2 separate regions of the Macaca mulatta genome follow, and region 1 is linked to region 2. The links are chromatin contacts, called in public Hi-C maps. All regions are on one chromosome and are shown on one strand. Each heading gives the region's core, a stretch centred on a gene start, on an enhancer-like site or on the middle of the called end of the contact. The rest is flanking DNA. Distances are from core to core; before and after follow the strand shown.

What was found. A called contact is a pair of places that touch in the nucleus more often than the background predicts.
Region 1: a contact with region 2 is called in a Hi-C map of liver, with 4 times the contacts expected there. The contact joins the promoter of ADAM17 here to the promoter of YWHAQ in region 2. A contact is called at or near these places in 2 of 14 Hi-C or Micro-C datasets (cortical neurons and liver).

Annotation. Positions count from the first base shown.
Region 1 is chr13:115,266,145-115,270,136 of T2T-MMU8v2.0, forward strand. It overlaps ADAM17 (ADAM metallopeptidase domain 17), which reads left to right and starts at 2,697. Exons shown (of 19, transcript XM_028831980.2): 1 at 2,697-2,943. The coding sequence starts at 2,847.
Region 2 is chr13:115,188,299-115,191,851 of T2T-MMU8v2.0, forward strand. It overlaps YWHAQ (tyrosine 3-monooxygenase/tryptophan 5-monooxygenase activation protein theta), which reads left to right and starts at 2,097. Exons shown (of 6, transcript XM_077960165.1): 1 at 2,097-2,153; 2 at 2,560-2,935. The coding sequence starts at 2,642.

The sequences.
Region 1 (3,992 bases), core at 1,447-3,946, 78 kb after region 2:
TGGCTCATACTTGTAATCTCAGCACTCTGGGAGGCCAGGAGTTTGAGACCAGCCTGAGGAACATAGTGAGACTCCATTTCTATTAAAAAAATGTAAAAATTAGCCAGGTGTGGTGGTGCATGCCTGTAGTCCCAGCTACTGAGAAGGGTGAGGCTGGAGGATTGATTGAGCCCAGGAGGTCGAGGCTGCAGTGAGCTCTGATTGTGTCATGGTACTCCATCCTGGGCTACAGAGCAAGACCCTGTCTCAAAAGATAAAACAGAGCCAGGCGCGGTGGCTCACGCCTGTAATCCCAGTACTTTGGGAGGCCAAGGCGGGCAGATCACGAGGTCAGGAGATCCAGACCAGCCTGGCCAACCCCGTCTCTACTGAAAATACAAAAATTAGCTGGGTGTGGTGGTGCATAACTGTAGTCCCAGCTACTTGAGAGGCTGAGGCAGGAGAATCCCTTGAACTTGGGAGGCAGAGGCTGCAGTGAGCTGAAATCATGCCACTGCACTCCAGCCTGGCGACAGAGCAAGACTCCATCTCAAAAAAAAAAAAAAAAAAGACAAAATAATTAATCTGTCCAGTGCCCCCTCTTACCATCCTTTGGCTCTTTATCTCCCCCACGTGGTGCTCTTTTATCTTAAAAGTATGCACAATTGATAAATGAAAGATGAACTGCAAATTGGAATAATTTGGGTCCTGATTTGTGAATTGAAAAGATTACCTGAAATTTGGAATGCCCTTGGAAATCTAGGATTTCTGGTTATTCAGGCCAGGCGCGGTGGCTCATGCTTGTAATCCTGGCACTTTGGGAGGTCGAGGTGGGTGGATCACCTAAGGTCAGGAGTTTGAAACCAGCCTGGTCAACATGGTGAAACCCCATCTGTACTAAAAATACAAAAATTAGCCGGGCGTGGTGGCGGGCGCCTGTAATCCAGTTACTTGGGAGGCTGAGACAGGAGAATCGTTTAAAACCAGGAGGTGTTCAATCGCTTGCAATGAGCTGAGATCACACCGTTGCACTCCAGCCTGGGTGACAAGAGCGAAACTCCGTCTCAAAACAAAAAATAAATAAAAATAAATAAATAAAAAGGAAAAGAAAAGAAAATGAATCGGGAGCTTTTTTTTTTTTTTTTTTTCTAAACGGCATTTACTAACCAGCTAAGTACCTTCTATGAGCAAGGCACTGTACAAGAGCTGTTGGGGATACCAAAATAACAATCTACTATCTACTAAAGTTAAAAGCCGGACAGTATGGTGACTGGATGTTCAGAAAAGAAACCAGATGACATTATTATTGTACACCAAAAAAAGCCCCCCAAAAACCATACTCAACTGTCACATTCTTATGGAATACAATTTTTAAAGATTGTATACAATTTGCATGTGAAATTTTGCTTACTTTTTAATTAGGTATGCCACTGAGTATGTTTAATATATTTTATATCTCAGATGTACAGACCAGGTCTGGTTGATTTTAGCCAACAACGTATTGTTGAAAAAGATGCTATTTTACTGCGGCAAACCACCATGAACATAAATTTTAACGACAGTTTTGAGTATTTTATTAGGAATAAGGCTTGAAACTTGAATAGGACTAGTATTTTATTCCTAACAATTTACCATTTCATAATAAAGGCTGTCTCACTCTTAAGTGGAAAACATATTACGTCCTACTTTTATAAACTTTGGTTGAACTAAATAAAACAGCAACATGTACCCAACGTTTTTAGACTTTTATTCAGTACCATAAACACTAAACTATACAGAGCTAAAATCATGCAAAAGATTGCAAAACAAACTGCCTTGGGAAATTTCCAGTCTAAGTTAAATGGACCAAGTATAGGATTGAATTTTAAGAAGTTGGTGGGAAGATTCCAGCTCTTGTACTCACAGGTAAGGTCCCAGGATTCTATTTGTTGAAATGTCTGCAGACCCACTCCCTACAGCAGGGGCATGGAGCAAATGTGCCTTCAGGAAGTGCTTATTAGTCCCCCCAGAGCCTTTTTCGTGAAAACAGACGGATGGAGGCCTCAGACGACTCTGGCGGTCAGACCCTGAACCAGATGCCTGAGCTGCGCTCAGAAGGCTCGTCTCGCAGGAGCTGGCGAGTGGCTAGGGCTTCGGAGGCTAGGCTCGGGGCCCGGGGGGTCTCCGTGCGCAGGGCACTCTTTGGCTCGATTCATGTCCCCGCCCTCCCACCTGAGCACACTGGGCAGAGACCCTGCGGCAACGGGCTAGTTGCGCCTCCTCGTCCGCCGTGGGCCGGTCGCTGGGCCCCAGGCCGCTTTTTACAGCTCCTTTAATAATAAAATGGACAGCAGGGATCCTAACCAGACGTGGGCACCAAGACAAAGGAGGTGGCAGACGCGCCTGAGGGCCTGCTCGCTAGCTCCCGCCTCCCCAATCCGCGGTCACCCGGGGACAAAGGCCAGGCCGGACTGGGTGGAGGTGGGACGTCTACATCTGTGTCCAGTAAGGCGCCAGGCGAGTCCCAGCTGGACGCCACGGGCGGGGCCGAACGCGGCAGCCGACCAGAGACCCGCGGCGCACCGGCGTGGGGCGTGGCAAGCGGAGCCTCCCGTGATGCCGCGCGGCGGCCGGTTTCCGGCTGTGGGTGGTGCGGGGGAAACAGCAGCGGCCGGAAGCGGGCTGAGCCGGCCTCTGGTAACGCCACCTGCACTTCCGGGGGCGTCGAGCCTGGCGGTAGAATCTTCCCAGTAGGCGGCGCGGGAGGGAAAAGAGGTTTGAGGGGCCGGGCCGGGCGGATCCCGTCCTCCCCCGATGTGAGCAGTTTTCCGAACCCCCGTCAGGCGAAGGCTGCCCAGAGAGGTGGAGCCGGTAGCCGGGCCGGGAACATGAGGCAGTCTCTCCTATTCCTGACCAGCGTGGTTCCTTTCGTGCTGGCGCCGCGACCTCCGGACGACCCGAGCTTCGGCCCCCACCAGAGACTCGGTAAAGACCCAGGGGAGTTGGCTTAGGCGGCTCCTGGAGCGCTCGTTGGAGGGAAGAGCAGGGGAGCTGGGTCTATCAGGTGTTTGGGGGCGGGGTATTGGCGACGGTGGCGCGTCCCTACGCTTTCAGTGTAGAAGGGGGTGTGGCTCTCAGAGTTTGGGGAAAGATAAAGGAGATGGGCCTATCTCTGAGTGGGAAAGGGCTACTGGACGGGCTCCATGTAGTGACTGAGCGCCTGAGAGGGGTTTGCTCCCTAGCTTTGTGTTTGGGGAGGGTGTTGGGAAAGCGGCAAGGAGTGGGGCGGCTGGTTCTTGTTTGGAGAGGGAGATGTGGTCAGGGTTCCTGCCTTAGTAAGGAACAAATCTAGTGTTGTGTGTTTCTACCAGGGGCAGAAAGGAAGGGCCCAAAGCTCCAGAATTCTTCCTGGTCCTCTAAGGAGGGAACTAGAATTTCTGCTGTAGGAGGTACCTATGCAGTAATCTCGTTGGGAGGCGGAGACTGGAGTTGGAGTCTTAAGAGTTGTGTTTTTGCGAACATCCTAAGCACGTTCTTGGTTATTTCAACTGTAGCTTATTGGAGGTGCTTGGGAGATGGGGGAAGGCGGAAACCTGTTAAGCCAACTCGTGATGCTGCCACTGTGAACGCTTTCCTTGCACTTTTAAACAAATAAATTATCAGGAATGACGAGTTTGATCAGTTTAGAGGCTAGAAAGTAGAGGGTTCCTATTTCATTAGATTTTCCAGAGAGATTGGATTTTAAGGATGGACATGCATTAAGGGGTCTGAACTTTGGTGGAAATAAGTTTGCGTGAACTTTTAGTGTATTTTAAGATCCTTTTGTCTTTCAAAAATTGACATGTAAGACACTTTGATTAGTAGTAATAAAGTGTGAAATAATGTTTTCCCAGTGTGTGAAATTGTAGGCTTGCATGGTTGTACTGATCCCCAAATTTCACCATGATACCATGTGTAGTGTTTTTTTCTTTGTATTTAGTGGACAGAAATTGTAATGGATTGATATGGATATTAAAGGTGTTGAGAGTGTTATC
Region 2 (3,553 bases), core at 847-3,346:
CCTTTAGCTATGCAGAGGGTCCTCTGAATCTTCCTAAAATGCAATTTTATACTGCATCATTGGTTGGAAGCAGTTTTTACCCATGATTCTAGATGATTGCAACCAGATGAGTTGGTGTTCAATAAATATTTGATTGAATGAAAGCAGAAATTTCAGAGACTGAGGTACAGAAAGCAGCAAAAACTTGCCCAAGGTCACTGGGGGAGACGGCAGCACAGCCTAGACTTTCTGACAAAGAATTTAGTGTGCTTGCTCCTTCTGGTAGCACCTCTCCCTACCACAGAGGTCCCATCCCCTGACGATTTCCTCTCCAGGGTCTCTATCCCCCATCCACCTCCACTGGCTTCTCCCCTTGCCCGGGTTGCCTCTAATTTTGGTGAGCTTGAAATTCACTGGTCATACAGAAGGCATTTTATCTGACCTTCCACATGCAAATTCTTTCCATTGGGATTTCTCGGTGTCCAGCTCCACCCCAGCCCACAGGGCCATAAACACTCATGTGTCTGCAGTGGGGCCCCAGGGATTCCAGAAATAACAGCAGGGCCCTCCATTAGAAGGCTGGAACATAGTAAGGCATTTCTGCGTTAAGACACAGGCCCTTTCCAATCCAGGCCGCTCCTGTCTGTCAAAGCACAAAGCAACCTTTACAAGTCAGGACAGGGAGGGGCAGTCAAGAGGGAGTCTGAATTTCTGGAAAGTCGGCACCTTCTCCTCCCATCTGTCTGCACTCTCAGATCTCCCATTCTAGAGATTCTCCGGATTCGCTCAGGTCTCCACCGAGAATGGGAAATTCTTTCTTGCCTGTGGCATTCTTGGGCCTTCTATGATCCATTCTCCCTAGACCTGCTGGAATCGGGATCATAGCAGCGTGAACCCAGAGGGCAATTCGCATCTTAAGATGGCACAAAGGCCACTCGCCAGACGGGCAGGACAGCCACCCTACCTGGATGGAGTTAGGGGACTGGAGTGCCAAGAGAGACAGGAGTGGTTTAAAAGGAAAGGGAGCTGCCAGGGATTACCCTGAATGGGAGGGGCCTGGGGAAATCTTTCTCACTTCAGCAGGGTGTTCCCCAGGAGGAGAAAATCAGAAATCGACATCCAGGGAGAGGATTTCGGCTTTTCAAGTGTGCTCTTACAAATAATACCAGAAACAAAAAGCGTGTGCGCATGTGACAATGATGTGAAAAATTATGGATTTAGATGCATAACCTGGAAAGCCTGAAAGAAACATAAAAATTGCTTTTTTGCGGGGAGCGATGTTATGGGCAGGGTTTTTGTGGGGGGGTGGGAAGGGGTGGTTCTAGGTGTTTTCCTGCAGATTGTGCTGAATGTCATTTCCCATTTTAAAGAAAACCACAATACTTGGCATTGTCACAGAGACTCGCCTGGATCTTCTGGGACCTACCTTTTCACAAGGGAAGTTTTTGTTTTAGGGTGCCCATCTGAAAACCTGAATTTATCACGTACGTGCCATACTGAAGCCACTGTCTCCAGGAATCAATTATTCTTTAATAGGGATGCGGTTTGCTTAATTCCCAGCCCTAATGGCAACGTGATTAAGGTCTGGGTTTAGTATCTTGGGATCCAAACCTTTGTCACAGATCGGAAGGTGGAGGAAAGAAAGGCCCCTGTGCTCCCAAACAGCTGAATATGTCACCCTCCAGTTCAGACTCGGCCAGAGACCTTGAGATGCAATGCACCATCCGCACCGGGAGACGTGGTCGCCGCTTCGGAGGTCGTGCGCGCCTCTGGGTCTCGTGCCGCACCCAGAAGTGCCGGGGTGGCGGGGAGGCTGAGGGGAGTTGGTAACGGCATCGCCATGGCAACAGTGACGTCCTTTTACCCTGGATCTAATTGGAGGAAACCCCGTGGCCGAAGCTGCAGCCTGCCGGCCAACCGAACTTCCCCGCGCCGACCCACCCTCCTAGCCTCCGCGTTCCCTCCCGCTCCGCCCCCCTCGCCCCCTTCCGCGCGCTCAGTCCTCATTGGCCAGCGGCGCGTCGGGGGGCGGGACTCTCGGGCCAAGCTCGGCGCATCATTGGGCGGCGGACCGCCCCTCGGCTCCGGGGTAGGCTGAGACGGGAGGGTCCTCAGCTAAAGCCAAAAGCAGATCAAAGTGGTGGGACTCGCGTCGCGACCGCGGAGACGTGAAGGTGAGCACCTGGGTCGGCCCGCGGGCATCCAACGGCCGCTCTGGGCTTGAGGGCCGGGCGGAGGTGCCGCCCTCGCGAGCAGCCGGCTGTCGATTCCGCTCCCCTCAGGGACGGCTCCGGGCGGGAAGGTGCGGGGCCAACGGTCGCTTCCATCTTGAGCCGGCCGGGCGGGGGTGGCGGGAGCGGTCGCGGCTCGGGCTCTGTGCGCGCGGGGCCTTCGCGCCGCCCCCGCCTCCTCCCGTCGCGGGCCGCGGCCTCCCCGGGCGCCCGGCGGGGGCGGGGGCGGGGGAGAGGGAAATTCAAGCGGCCGCATGTGCGAGAGACAAAAGCGGGCGGCGGGCCGCATTGTCTGACGGCGCTCCCTCCCTGCTTTTTGTTCTCGCCTCGCCGCCCCGCCCCTCCGCAGCTCTCGAGGCTCCTCCCGCTCCGGGTCGGCGCTCTCCCTCGCTCTCCTCGCCCTCCGCCCCGGCCCCGGCCCCGCGCCCGCCATGGAGAAGACTGAGCTGATCCAGAAGGCCAAGCTGGCCGAGCAGGCCGAACGCTACGACGACATGGCCACCTGCATGAAGGCAGTGACCGAGCAGGGCGCCGAGCTGTCCAACGAGGAGCGCAATCTGCTCTCCGTGGCCTACAAGAACGTGGTCGGGGGCCGCAGGTCCGCCTGGAGGGTCATCTCGAGCATCGAGCAGAAGACCGACACCTCCGACAAGAAGTTGCAGCTGATTAAGGACTATCGGGAGAAAGTGGAGTCCGAGCTGAGATCCATCTGCACCACGGTCCTGGTGAGTCCTCGGCGCGGGGAGCAGGGGAGGCCTTTTGTGCGATACTTTTCATTGAGAGTTTCGCGGGCACGGAAAGAAAGGTGAGCCGGGGCTTACCGGACTCTGCCGAGGTGGAGGGTTTCAGGTGAGCCCTGGCTTCCCTTCTGTGTGTCTCCGGTTCTAGAGACTCAAGAGGCTGCTTTTCCAAGGATAAGTTCTTTTTTTTTTTTTTTTCTTTCCCCCAGATGTTGGGTAGCTACCAAACGATGGAACTTGGAAACATCCAAGTAGGTCTCTGCGAGACTGAAAGGCGTTTTCAAGTTTCTTGTGCGGGGAGATCTGTGAGCTCTCTAATGGCTTCAGGCAGTTGAAAGAAGGCGCAGGCACCTTTTTGTTACAGACAATGTAGTAGGGATTTTTTCCCAAACCCAGTAATGGAAACTTACTTCGAAAATCTGAACAGATACTTTATTTTTCAAGCAAGAGTATCTGTTGCGCTCCCCTCCACCCCCTATAAACAGGAGAGGAGGGGAGTTCGGTAAATGTGAAAAGGGCACAGCTCTATCTGAAGAACACAATGTCCTGGTAAATTTCAACATTTAATAATAACATTTCCTTGCTGTTGCACAGCTGTGCTTA